Regions from separate parts of the Ovis aries genome. Here region 1 is linked to region 2. Evidence: chromatin contacts called from public Hi-C data. All regions are on one chromosome and are shown on one strand. Each heading gives the region's core, a stretch centred on a gene start, on an enhancer-like site or on the middle of the called end of the contact. The rest is flanking DNA. Distances are from core to core; before and after follow the strand shown.

Region 1 (5,936 bases), core at 850-3,349, 140 kb before region 2:
ACACCGGAGCCTTTTGGGGGCCCTCTCCCCCTCAGGACTGACAGGCTCTTCCTCTGGCTCCTTCCTGCGTTTCCCAGGCTGCTGGGAGTCCTTGTTCTCCTCCTGCCCTTCTCCTTCAGAATCTGGAACTGGGGGCAACTTCAACTTCCTGCCCCCTTGGCCCAGCCGCCTACACAGGCCTTGAAGCTGTCTCTGGCACCTTTCAGACAGTGGGGATGCTCCATCAGTGGAAACACCAGCACTCAGATCCCTTTGCAGAAATTCTCCAAGGGCCCGGAGCCAGGGATCAAGGTCAGGGCTTGGATCCTGCCTCGCAATCTGCAGCACAGGGAGGAGCCTGCTTTTGGGCAGCGATGGCCAAACAGCCACGAGCAGGGACATCAGGTTTGTCCGGCATAACGGGGGCAATCGCAGCAGCAGTGGTTTCCTAGGTGGCAGAGGGAGGGTACCGTTAGGAGCATCTCGCTGAAAGGAGCACAGAGCAGGCTAGCTAGAGTTAGAGGCTACATGGCGCTGGACAGAAGTTGGTGGGGAGCGCTGGAAGGCAGCACCTGAGGGTCAGTGTGGATGAAAGTGGAGACAACATGGAAATCACTCAACAAGCGAGCATCTATTCTACACTACACTAGGCCCTGCTCTTTGACATCTCCTATTTCAGCTCAAAAATTGGAACCTACCCTGTAATCCATCACTTCATGGCAAATAAATGGGGAAACAATGGAAACAGTGACAGACTTTATTTTCTTGGGCTCCAAAATCACTGCAGATGGTGATTGCAGCCATGAAATTAAGATGCTTGCTCCTTGGAAGAAAAGCTATGACCAACCTAGACAGCATATTAAAAAGCAGAGATATTACTTTGCCAACAAAAGTCTGTCTAGTCAAAGCTATGGTTTTTCTAGTAGTCATACATGGATGTGAGAGCTGGACTATAAAGAAAGCTGAGGGCAGAAGATTTGATGCTTTTCAACTGTGGTGTTGGAGAAGACTCTTGAGAGTTCCTTGGACTACAGGTAGATCCAACCAGTCAATCCTAAAGGAAATCAGTCCTGAATATTCATTGGAAGGACTGATGCTGAAGCTGAAACTCCAATACTTTGGCCACCTGATGTGAAGAGCTGACTCATTTGAAAAGACTGATGCTGGGAGGGATTGAGGGCAGGAGGAGAAGGGGACGACAGAGGATGAGATGGTTGGATGGCATCACCAACTCAATGGACATGAGTTTGAGTAAACTCCGGGAGTTGGTGATGGACAGGGAGGCCTGGCATGATACAGACCATGGGGTCGCAAAAAGTTGGACCAACTGTGACTGAACTGAACCCTGTAATAGATCCATACCTGTTTTATGTAAACAAGAAAAAAAAAGTCCTTTCTGAAATTTTATGTAAAAATGATACTCCAGAACGCCGAGTAACGCTTAGTCTGCAGCCCTGTGCTCCCCTCGGCAGTCCCTGCAACTCACAGGGTAACCACCCTTCACGCTTCCGCACCTCTTCACACACAGACACTTGGGCTATGTGAGGCAGGAAAGAAACCTTTTATTTATTTGTGTGTGGGGGTTAAAAACACATCTAGAGCAGCGGGTAGCGCCAGCTCCTGCTTCACACGACCCTAGAGGATGAGGGCACCAACAGGGCCGGAGGAACGCGGGCGGACGACTTACAGCTCCAGGCGACAGTCCGGGCCCTCCACGACGGGCTCCTCCCGGCACAGCGCCTCGAGGACGCCGTCCCAGGCAAAGGGCTCCCCGCCGCGGCCGCTCAGTGTCCGCAGCACCCCCAGACCGCGCCGCGCCCCGTCGGGCCCGGCCTGCAGCGCCTGCAGCAGGAGGCGGCCGGGGGCCTCCAGCCGAGCCCAGGGCGCCGCCGTCTCTGCGTCCTCAACCCGAGCGGACTCAGCCTCCAAGGCCTCCATGCCCGGGATCGGGGAGTCGCGCCGCCCCGCGCTCCGGCTTCGGGCCTCAGCTCCGGGGCCTGGGGAAAGGGAGGCTGAGGACAGCGCCGCTCCAGCCAAGTTCCATCCTCAGCACAGGGAGACGCCCAGCCAGGGCGCGGGACTCGAGCGGTCGGCAAAGGAAAGAAGCTGCAGGTGCGGCTAGGGGCGGGGCGCGGCGGAAAGCCGGAAGGGGCGGGACCGGGATACGCCGGGCCGGAAGCAGGAACGGAGCAGGGGAGGGGGCAAAGGCCGACTGCCGGTCTGCTGATGGGGCGGGGCTACAAAGAAATAGGCTTGTGGGCGGGGTCATGCAAGAGATTGGGTGGGACAGGGCTTGATGGAGGAGCGGGTCCTTACCTTCCTTCAGGTAAGCGATGAGGGCGGAGGTACAGAACGGATATCAGGGTTGCTTGTATTCAATACTTCTGGACCCAAGCCTATTTAATTTAAACCGACGCCTATGTTGCTTGTAGATCTTGGGCTTTGGCATAGGATTTGATCATAAAACACCGTAAGGTCACCTCTTCCACAGGCCATCAGCTGCCATCATTTAAGTTTCAGCCATCTCCAGAAATATTTGATGTATAAGTACACCAGAGAATGGGAGTTTCAGTAAAATCTAATGTTATCTATTATAGCAAAGAACCTTGCTACTGTAATCTTCCTCTCAAATCAAGAAGTGGCCTTGCTCTGGTTGTTTATAAAGGATCAAGAGAGCCTCCATTTCCCAGTGTTTCAGCTTAGGGAAATCTGGAGGAACCAAATCTTCCCGCGAAGGGAGGGATCAAAGCAGAGGATGGAAATAAAGGCAGAGGGGAGAAGACCCCACAGGACCCCCATAAAGCCTCCTTCAGGTCCCAGCTTGTATTTCTGTCTTCCCAGCTGCTGCCATGCATACATCCATTGGATCAATAAGCCTTCTACTGATCACCTAGGGCTAAGGATACAGGGAACAAAATAAAGATCCTTGCCCTTATTGTTGCTGATGCTCTAGGGAGGAAACAGACAACTGAATAAGTAAACAATAGAATGACTGTTTGTGATAGGAGGGAACAGAGATAGAGTGAGGTAGTTTTAAATAGGTGGTCAGGCAAGCTGAACCTAAAGGAGATAAGCAAGTAAGCCAGGTAGAGGTCTATGAGGAGACCATTCTGGGAAGAAGGTTATGGTTAGGCTTTGAGCAGAAGCCTGGCTGGAGCTGAGTGCCCCTGCTGGAGAAAAACAGATGAGATTGGAAAGATAACCAGACCAGATTTTGTGAGGCCATGAGGTCCCAGAGGGAAACTTGTCTTTTACTCTGAATAGTATGGGAAGCCATAGGCATATTTTGAGCTGGATCTGATTTCCATTAGAGTCAGTTTTATAATTTTTTCCAAAATGATTTCAAGGGAGCTATTGGATAGGACTGGAGTTCCCAGGTGACTCAGTGGTAAAGAATCCACCTGCCAAGCGTCGGGAATATCCACTGGAGGAGGAAATGGCAACCCACTCCAGTATTCGTGCCTGGGAAATCCCATAGACAGAGGAGCCTGGAGAGCTACAATGCATGGGATCACAAAGAGTTGGACACGACTGAAGCAACTGAACAACATTGTGGAGAGGAGTAAGGAGGATTTCTTAGATAGTGCTTGCTTTGCAAAGCCCAAAATAGTAGGAAAGAAATTTCCAGGACCCTCTCTTTCAGGCTATCAGTTCTAACTTCATGGGAGATGTTTATGGTCTTCTAATGATGTTGGGGGCAAGGAGTTAGGGAGGCCCAGATAAGTAGTGGGCAGGGCCAAGAATGCTAAACAACCTTCAACGCCTTGCCCACCCTCAACAAACAAAGCTTTCCTTTGTAGTGGCTCTAGCTCATGCCCTTCAAGGTCTGCATTCTGCCAATGGGAAGGAGATGAAGGAGAAAAGTTCTTAAAAAGTGTTTTCTAAAAGTGTGGTTCAAGATCCCTGAAGGAATACTCAAGATCCTTTCAGGGGATCCCTGACATCACTCTTCTTTGTAGTACTTATGTTGTTATTTGCCCTTTCTTGTCTCATTCTCTTATGGGTATAAAGTGAAGTTTTCCAAAAGCCAAGTCACAAGTGATACTACAACAGGTTAAGTGCAGAAGCAACCCCTTGGTTGGGATGGGGGCACGCCTGGGGTATAAGCAGACTCTTCAGACACCAGCAGTGATGCTTTAGGTACATTTTATTGGTTTCCTTCAGAATCCTTTTACAAAAGAACAAAGTTAAAAACCAAGTCCCTGCCGAGACATTGAGAACCCTACCCCCTCACTACGTCCCACAGCTGTGGCACTGCTGCAGTCCATGAGGGTAGAGGGCTTGCTACTTTCGTCCCTTACCAAGCCCCCAAAGGGCAAATACTACCACCTGGCAACCCCTGCCCTCAGCCCCATCCCCCACACGTTGATCATGGTTATGGCAGGCAGTGGTAAGAACTACTGGGGTCCAGGAGGAGTTCTGAACCCCAGAAAGTCATGCCCAGGGCACAGTCCATGAAGAGCACTTCCTCTTCTGGCTCAGTGCCCCCTAGGAACACTGGTCTGCCCACCATCTGGGAGTAGAAAAGGAAATAAGAGAAAACCCATCAGCTTCAGTTCTAGTTGTGCCTGGTACCAGAGAATCAAGGCCGACACATAGGTTGGGGAGGTTGTCCATAGCACAAAAGTACCACATCCACACAGGCACCATCCATGTCATAGATAGCATATGTAGGTTTTACAATTCACAGACATTTATTATAAAGCATAACTAGCAGCCTTCCCAACCTCCATATCCCCGCTATTACCACCTCACTCACAGAGGCCAGCTGCATACTCTCAGGCCAGAGAGGATCAAAACTCGGGGCCTCATCTGGGAGCTGGTGCAGGTAAATGCAGTCAAATTTGAAAGGGCAGCGGCCATTCCCCCGCACGAAGAACCGGCACTGAATCTGGCTATGAGAGGGCAGAAGGAGAGAAGACCATCACCTTCAAGCCCAGTTGCCCTAGGAACAAGGGCCAACATGTAAGCTTGGGTAGGTTGTACTCAGCACAAGGACTTCACATCCATCCTGGCACCTCTGGCATCATCCTAAAGGAAATCAACCCTGAATATTCATTGGAAGGACTCATGCTGAAGCTGAAGCTCCAATACTCCAGCCACCTGATGCGAAGAGCCAACTCATTGGAAAAGACCCTGATGCTGGGAAAGATTACAGGCAGGAGGAGAAGCAGGCAACAGAGGACGAGGGGTTGGATGGCATCCTCGACTCAACGGACATAAGCTTGAGCAAAGCACAGGAGATGGTGAAGGACAGGGAAGACTGGCGTGCTGCAGTCCATGGGGTCGCAAAGAATCAGACACGACTTAGTGACTGGACTGAGCGACTCAACAACTAGCATCATAGTCAAGTGTAGATGTTAATGACAGTTACTTCCCAGCAGATGGCAGTAAAGTGTCTTAAGTGGTCAGTTCCATTCAGTTGCTCAGTCGTGTCCGACTCTTTGTGACCCCCTGAATCACAGCACACCAGACCTCCCTGTCCATCACCAACTCCTGGAGTTTACTCAAACTCATGTCCATCGAGTTGGTGATGCCATCCAGCCATCTCATCCTCTGTCGTCCTCCTGCTCCAGATCCCTCCCGGTACCTGGGTCTTTTCCAATGAGTCAACTCTTCGCATGAGGTGGCCAAAGTATTGGAGCTTCAGCTTCAGCATCAGTCCTTCTAATGAACACCCACGACTGATCTCCTTTAGGACGGACTGGTTGGACCTCCTTGCACTCCAAGGGACTCTCAAGAGTCTTCTCCAACACCACAGTTCAAAAGCATCAATTCTTCGGTGCTCAGCTTTCTTCACAGTCCAACTCTCACATCCATACAGGACCACAGGAAAAACCATGGCCTTGACTAGACGGACCTTTGTTGGCAAAGTAATGTCTCTGCTTTTTAATATTCTATCTAGGTTGGTCATAACTTTCCTTCCAAGGAGTAAGCATCTTTGAATTTCATGGCTG
Region 2 (5,915 bases), core at 2,969-5,468:
TCAGAGTTTCCAGGGGTGGGGTCCAGGTGTCTGCAGTTTTCACAAGTTGCCATTTGGGCTCCCCCAGAGAGGGCTCTTTTTCTCCCCCACCCACCTAGGCAGCCCCTGACCTCTGGGTTGGCAGCCATTGACCTTTGAGAGGCATCATTTATTCACTGTTTCCTCTGTAGGCTGTGGGGGAGTGGTTCTCCCCTGGGGGCATGTGGGGTATGTGTGTGTGGGGGGCGGTGGTTCTCCCCTGGGGGCATGTGGGGTGTGTTTGGGGGGCAGTGGTTCTCCCCTGGGGGCGTGTGTGTGTGTGTGTGTGTGTGTGTGTGTGTGTGTGTATGTGTTGTGTGCAGCTCAGTCATGTCCGGCTCTTTGTCACCCCATGGACTGTAGCCCACCAGGCTTCTCTGTCTATAGGATTTTCCAGGCAAGAATACTTAGAGTGGGTTGCCATTTCCTTCTCCAGGGGATCTTCCCAACCCAGGGATCGAACTTGCGTCTCTTGAGTCTCCTGCATTGGTAGGCGGGTTCTTTACCACTGGTGCTACCTGGGAAGTTCCCTAAAAACTTAAGTGCAGCGATACAATGGGTGCCAGGCCCATGATCCTGTAGTTCTTAGACTTCAGGAGTAGATGAAGATACAGAGCATCTGGGCATCCTTAAAAGTACCGATCACTAACTGCAAAGAGAATGACTAATTTCCCTCTTTTATATGGCCTGTAGTCTTTAAATGTATCCAGGTGCTGAGTGATTCTTTTAAAATGTATAGATTCTTTTTAAGAGTCACTGAATATATTTTTCTCAACCAGTGGGTACTAAAGCAAAACTACTGTCATGAGGGAGGAGCACCAGGAATTTTAAAAGGGGAGACTCTCTGGATTGGCTGTGTGCCTGTTGAGAGCAAGAAGGGGCTGGAGGGATTGGGTATAGGCATCAAAGGAAAGATGGAGGCTCAGAGAAGGAAGCAGAGAGGAGAGGCTGTGTCAGGATCAATTTCACCTACTTGATATATACTTTGTTAAAATTTACTTTCCTAGGCTGGTTGGAGAGCTTGTGATCCCCAGTTCAGCCCTTGGGCTTTATAGCTCAGAGCTGGGCAGTGACTTGCCTAAGGTCATCCTGCTGGGGAACAATATAGGTATTGGCCTGTATGGCTCTGAGTCAAGGGCTCTGTATCACTGAATCATCCTTCCCTCCTTCACACTCTAGACTGAGAAGACCACGACCACAGCAGGCAGAGGTCCGGGCAAAGCTGAAGACCTGTCATCAGATTCCTGAACTGGAGTTGTTATTAACTTCCCTTCACCTAGAGGAGGACATCCCTGGTGGGCTCAGCAGTAGAGAATCTTGCCTGCAATGCAGGATACCTGGGTTTGATCCCTGGGTCAGGAAGGTCCCCTGGAGAAGGCAATGGCAACCCACTCCAGTAATATTGCCTTTAGAATCCTGTGGACAGAGGAGCCTGGCAGGCTGCAGTTCCTAGGGTCGCACTGAGTTGGACACGTCTAAAGCAGCAGCAGCACCTAGGGAAAGGCTGTTGTCCCTCTCCAGAGGAGGTAGAGCCCAAAACTCAGAGGCTGTCAGTGGGCACGACTCCCTCCCTGGGCCCCAGGACTGCCCTGAGTGCCAACTAGAGGCTCAGGATTCTGGGACCCCACAGACTCAAGGAGGAAAGGCCCCAGTTCACCCTCCCTGCCTTGCCTCTGCTCCTGCTGGTCAAGGGGAAGTGGTAGGCCTCCTAAGATCCTCATTGACACACGCCGCTCTAACCATACACCTAGTCTCAGACCCCTCAGCGAAGACAATCCTGACTCCTTGGGGGTACTTCTCAGAGGATTTGCTGTTCTTCCTCCTCCTCCTGGCCCCATCTGGGCTCTGCCCAGGACGGCTGGTGGCAGCCTTTCTGCCAACATGTTGGAGAGAAGTGGGTGACTGTCCCAGCTTGCTCTGGGCTTGTGCAGGTCCCCTGGCCTCTTCCCAAAAGAGGATGCCAAGGCCAGGGACAGTTTTGATGAGTACAGCCTGACCCCAAGGTCTTTTCCCTTCTTACCCAGTCTTTCCGGGGAGGGAGTGTGCCCTGCTCATCTCTATCTCTCATCTGCTTCTTCCTCTGCCTTCTGACCACTTCTCTATTGCTCTTCTGCCTTTCCGGCATCCCCACCCCCAGAACTATCACTACTTCCTCCCATCCCAGGCTCTAGTATCATGGGCTGGTGGGAGAACTGCCTTCCTCATCTTTCTCTCCTATGACAGGGGCCCTGCGGTTGCTGGTCCACCTGCCGCCGGGCCTGAGACTCCCACTGCTACTTGAGTTCCCAGAATAGACACGTTTTCTGTTGATGGGTTGAAATCTACCACTAATCCTGTGTGACCGCAGAAGCTGCTGGCAGTGGGCTCATTGTGAGCTGTGATGTGGTACAAAGACAGTGGATGGATGGTTCGACTATGCATCCTCCCCATGCAGTCTTCCTTGTAAATACTCAATGGGTGGGGGTGGGGGAACAGGCATCTGCCCAGGTAGAGGCCAAGACAGACGCTCCAACTAAGAGGCTTACTGGCTGGTGGGCTCAGGAAATCTAAATGCAGTACCTTCCATTTGTGAGGGAAAGAGAGACCCTGGAGGTGTCACAGGGACCACAGCTAACGGAGTGGTGGAAAATGGAGACAACAAACTATGGAGGCTGGGATTGTTCCTGGAAGATATTAAAGGGGCAACATGGGAGGCGGATATAGGACATGGAGTTTCTGCAAGGATGGGTTTTGGATGATCTGCTTTTCCTCTGTCTGCCCTGCAGCGCTCACTAGACTACATAACCTGCAATAAGAGGATTTAAGTAGAATGTGAGGAAGAATCTGCCTCTTGGGAGATTCTCTCAGATGATCAAAGGTGGTCGTGGACTCTCCTTCCTGGGAGAGCCAAGAATCGTTTACTAGATGCTGACAAGTCTGGCTAAGGGGCCGATTATGGGATAGGACCAGTTTGGGATATCCAAGTTCATCATGTCCAAGTTCAGCAAAGTAGAGGGAGGGGAAACAATGCCTATCCTGTCCCATTCATTTCTCAGGTTTCCAGGCACCTGCTCAGTCATTTAGAATGGAGGTTTCCTTGAGACTATACTCCTCCTTTGCCGGGGGAGGGGAGGGCGGCAGGAGAAGATACAAGAGTCTGTGGCCTAGCCTCATGCCAGGCGCATACCTGGTGCTCAGTAATATTTGTCGAGTGAATGAATGAGCCCCTAAGGCAGACCCCAGAGGGCTGAGGCTTCCCTCATCCTGTCCCCGTGTTCCCCGGCTCCAGTGGCCTGGGGCCTTGCTTCTTGCCCACTGACGAGGGTGAAGGCAGCACTAACCCAGGAGTGCAGGACAGAAGCTTTTTGGTCTCCCAGGAATTATCTAGGACCAAGCAATGAACTTCAGGGCAATCACTGATGGGGCTCTTCCTGGACTCAGATTCTACCCCTTCCCTGCTAGAAGTCTCAAGGCCTAAGGTAAGTTTCCCAACCTGGTGGGCGTGAGGGGGTTGGTGAATGGCAGTATGTTGGGGTCTTCAGTCCTTGCCCCTTCCCAGTTCTGTCCCGCCTAGGAGGCAGGGTACAGAGTAGATGCTCTCCTGCCAAGGGCGACTGAGCCCTTGGGGCCACGAGAGGTTCTTAAACCCTCTCTCTCAGCTCCGGGAGGAAGTGACTGACAAGTACTAGCCAACTGTCTCTTCAAAGCCAGGAGGAAGCAGCAGGAGGGAGTAAGGTGCATGCCCAAGCTTGACTCCGGGGAGACGTGTGCTCATCACATGGAATCTGGGATGTAGCTTGGCTCATGGCCCTCAGAACCCCATGATGCCGCCTCTGCTCTCCTGAGAATTTGGGTCGGGGCTCTGGACCATGGCCCTGCACACACCTCACTGGGGCTGGATGGTGGGCAGCAGCCTCTACCGGGTCACGTCACCCCAGTTACCCAGCACCGGCCCCCCACCCTTCCGGGGCCCCTGGCTAGCTGCGGTGCCCCTGGAGGAGCACAGGGTTCATGCCTAGCTCCCAGGAAGCAGGGGCTGCTGAGGCGCATCTGCCAGCCTCCCCTGTGCCCCAGGTGCCCCTCACCTTGAGCTGGGACTTGGAGACCTTGCCGCTCTTCTCCACGTCCAGCGCGGTGAACGCGTACCAGATGGACTTAAGCAGCTCCTTGCGCAGGGCCATGGCTGAGGCGCCCGCCCGGCCCAGGGGCGGCTCTGACACCAAGATCCGGTTTCAGGAAATGCAAACGGCAGCAGAGACCGCAGCAGGGCCCGCGGCACGGACCAAGAGCTCCACCTGCCTGCTCTCGTGGGCTCCCGCGCTGGCAGGACCCAGCCTGTTGCTCAGTGGCCCCGCTCCCTGCTTGGGACTGGGGACCAAGCCCTGGGAAGCTATGGCCCCAGCTCTGTTCAACCTAGTTCCCTGGGCCTGAGGCCCTTTGGGAGCCTCCTCAGCCCCCGAGCCTCCTGGGCCCCCAGAGGCAGCTTGCTGAAGGAAAAGCGAGCCCGTCCTGACTTTGGAGTCAGACAGCAAGGGGCAGGTCCTGTACCGATCCCACACTTACCAGGTGGGAGGCTCTGGATGAACAACGTAACCTCTTCAAGCAGCTTCTCATTGGTAAAGCAGGAGAAATGCTCACCTCATAGACTGTAAAAAGGTCCGAGGATGGGTGTAAAGCTGGGTTAGGCTCTGGGTAAAGCATTTCTTTTAAGGCCGTCTAACACTACTGTGGTGGCGGGGCCCTTCCCACCACCACCAATACGAACTTGGAGGAGGAACTGGGCCAGGGTGCCTCTCTAGGTTGGGAGGACTTGGCATGTGATTGGCCGCTTCCTTATCCCCTGGCCTTGGCTCTTAACAAGGCACCCAGAGGACTGCCCCCTCTGAGGCCCAGTGGCTCTGACCCAGAGACTCTGAAGCTCATGGGATGAGCCCCGTGGTGGGGCCCAGCTTCCAGGGCGCTGGGAGCAGGAGGGTGGGGACCCAGGACCCTCCACATCAGTGCTTCTGTTTCTTTAGACTCAGTACCTGTGAGGGCTGGTGCATACTCCTGCCACCAACAGTGGCCTTGGATGTTGAAGGTAACTGAAGCACCCCTACTCGGGGGCATGCCCCAGCACCTGTCCTTCCAAGGAGCAAGTGCAAAGGAGAGTTTGCTAGGCATCCCCTAGGATGCCTGTGTTGGAGAGGGGGGCACATCCGTGACAGTGGAGGAGAGGAAAAGAGACACCTCTACCTGCAATGCCTGTGATGCTCCCAAGCAGGAGGGGTCAAAGCCACGCGTTCTCTCCATCACCTGCCTTTCCTGCATTCCACCGTTCCCGCCAGGGCTGGTCTGGTCCTACCGCATACTTTTCAGGAGACTCCAGCTGTGTCTTCGGACTTCCACAGCATGGTCCCAGACACCTAGGTGGGTACCCCCAGAGCTGGGTATCGAAGCTGGCACTTCAGCACCAGGGCAGCAGAGCCATCAGAGATTTTGGGTGCCTTGGCAAGGGTACCCCCAGTCGGTGGGGCTTTGCTCACTTGGAGCAGTGGACTGTGTGCTATGTGTAGAGAAGTGGTTGGGTCTGGAGGGGCTGTGATGACGTATCACAAGGCAAAGTAGAAAAAAACAGAGTTCCTCCACCCTACTCATCTTGAGGCTTGAGATCCAACCAGAGCCTGGAAGCAGCGGTCACACTGGCCTTGTTTGGCTGCCTGGAGCCCACCTGCTCAGCTGCAGGCAGGAAGCCACCGGCCACTCCCTGGGGCTTCTCACATTAGGGCTTCCTTCCCCGGCACTCCTGGGAGGGCAGGCCCTACAGTCCGACACTGAGGCTGCGTGAGGTCTGTGCCCCTGGCACCAGGGCCCAAAGCTGAAAGGAGGGAGGAAAGACCCAGGTGGAAACTTGGAACTTTTATTAAATACTCATTCAC

Evidence for each region. Hi-C and Micro-C count contacts between places; a contact is called where the count stands out from the background.
Region 1: a Hi-C map of muscle shows a contact between it and region 2, with 2.9 times the contacts expected there. The contact joins the promoter of FANCE here to the promoter of DEF6 in region 2. A contact is called at or near these places in 6 of 16 Hi-C or Micro-C datasets (blood, muscle, skin fibroblasts and 1 more).

The regions. Positions count from the first base shown.
Region 1 is chr20:9,540,303-9,546,238 of ARS-UI_Ramb_v3.0, reverse strand. It overlaps FANCE (FA complementation group E), which reads right to left and starts at 2,099. Exons shown (of 10, transcript XM_027958484.3): 1 at 1,667-2,099; 2 at 1-427. The coding sequence starts at 1,917.
Region 2 is chr20:9,402,527-9,408,441 of ARS-UI_Ramb_v3.0, reverse strand. It overlaps DEF6 (DEF6 guanine nucleotide exchange factor), which reads right to left and starts at 4,218. Exons shown (of 11, transcript XM_060403104.1): 1 at 4,083-4,218. The coding sequence starts at 4,178. LOC132658237 (a long non-coding RNA gene) reads left to right here. Exons shown (of 2, transcript XR_009597554.1): 2 at 1,198-5,915. ZNF76 (zinc finger protein 76) reads right to left here. Exons shown (of 14, transcript XM_042237001.2): 14 at 5,883-5,915.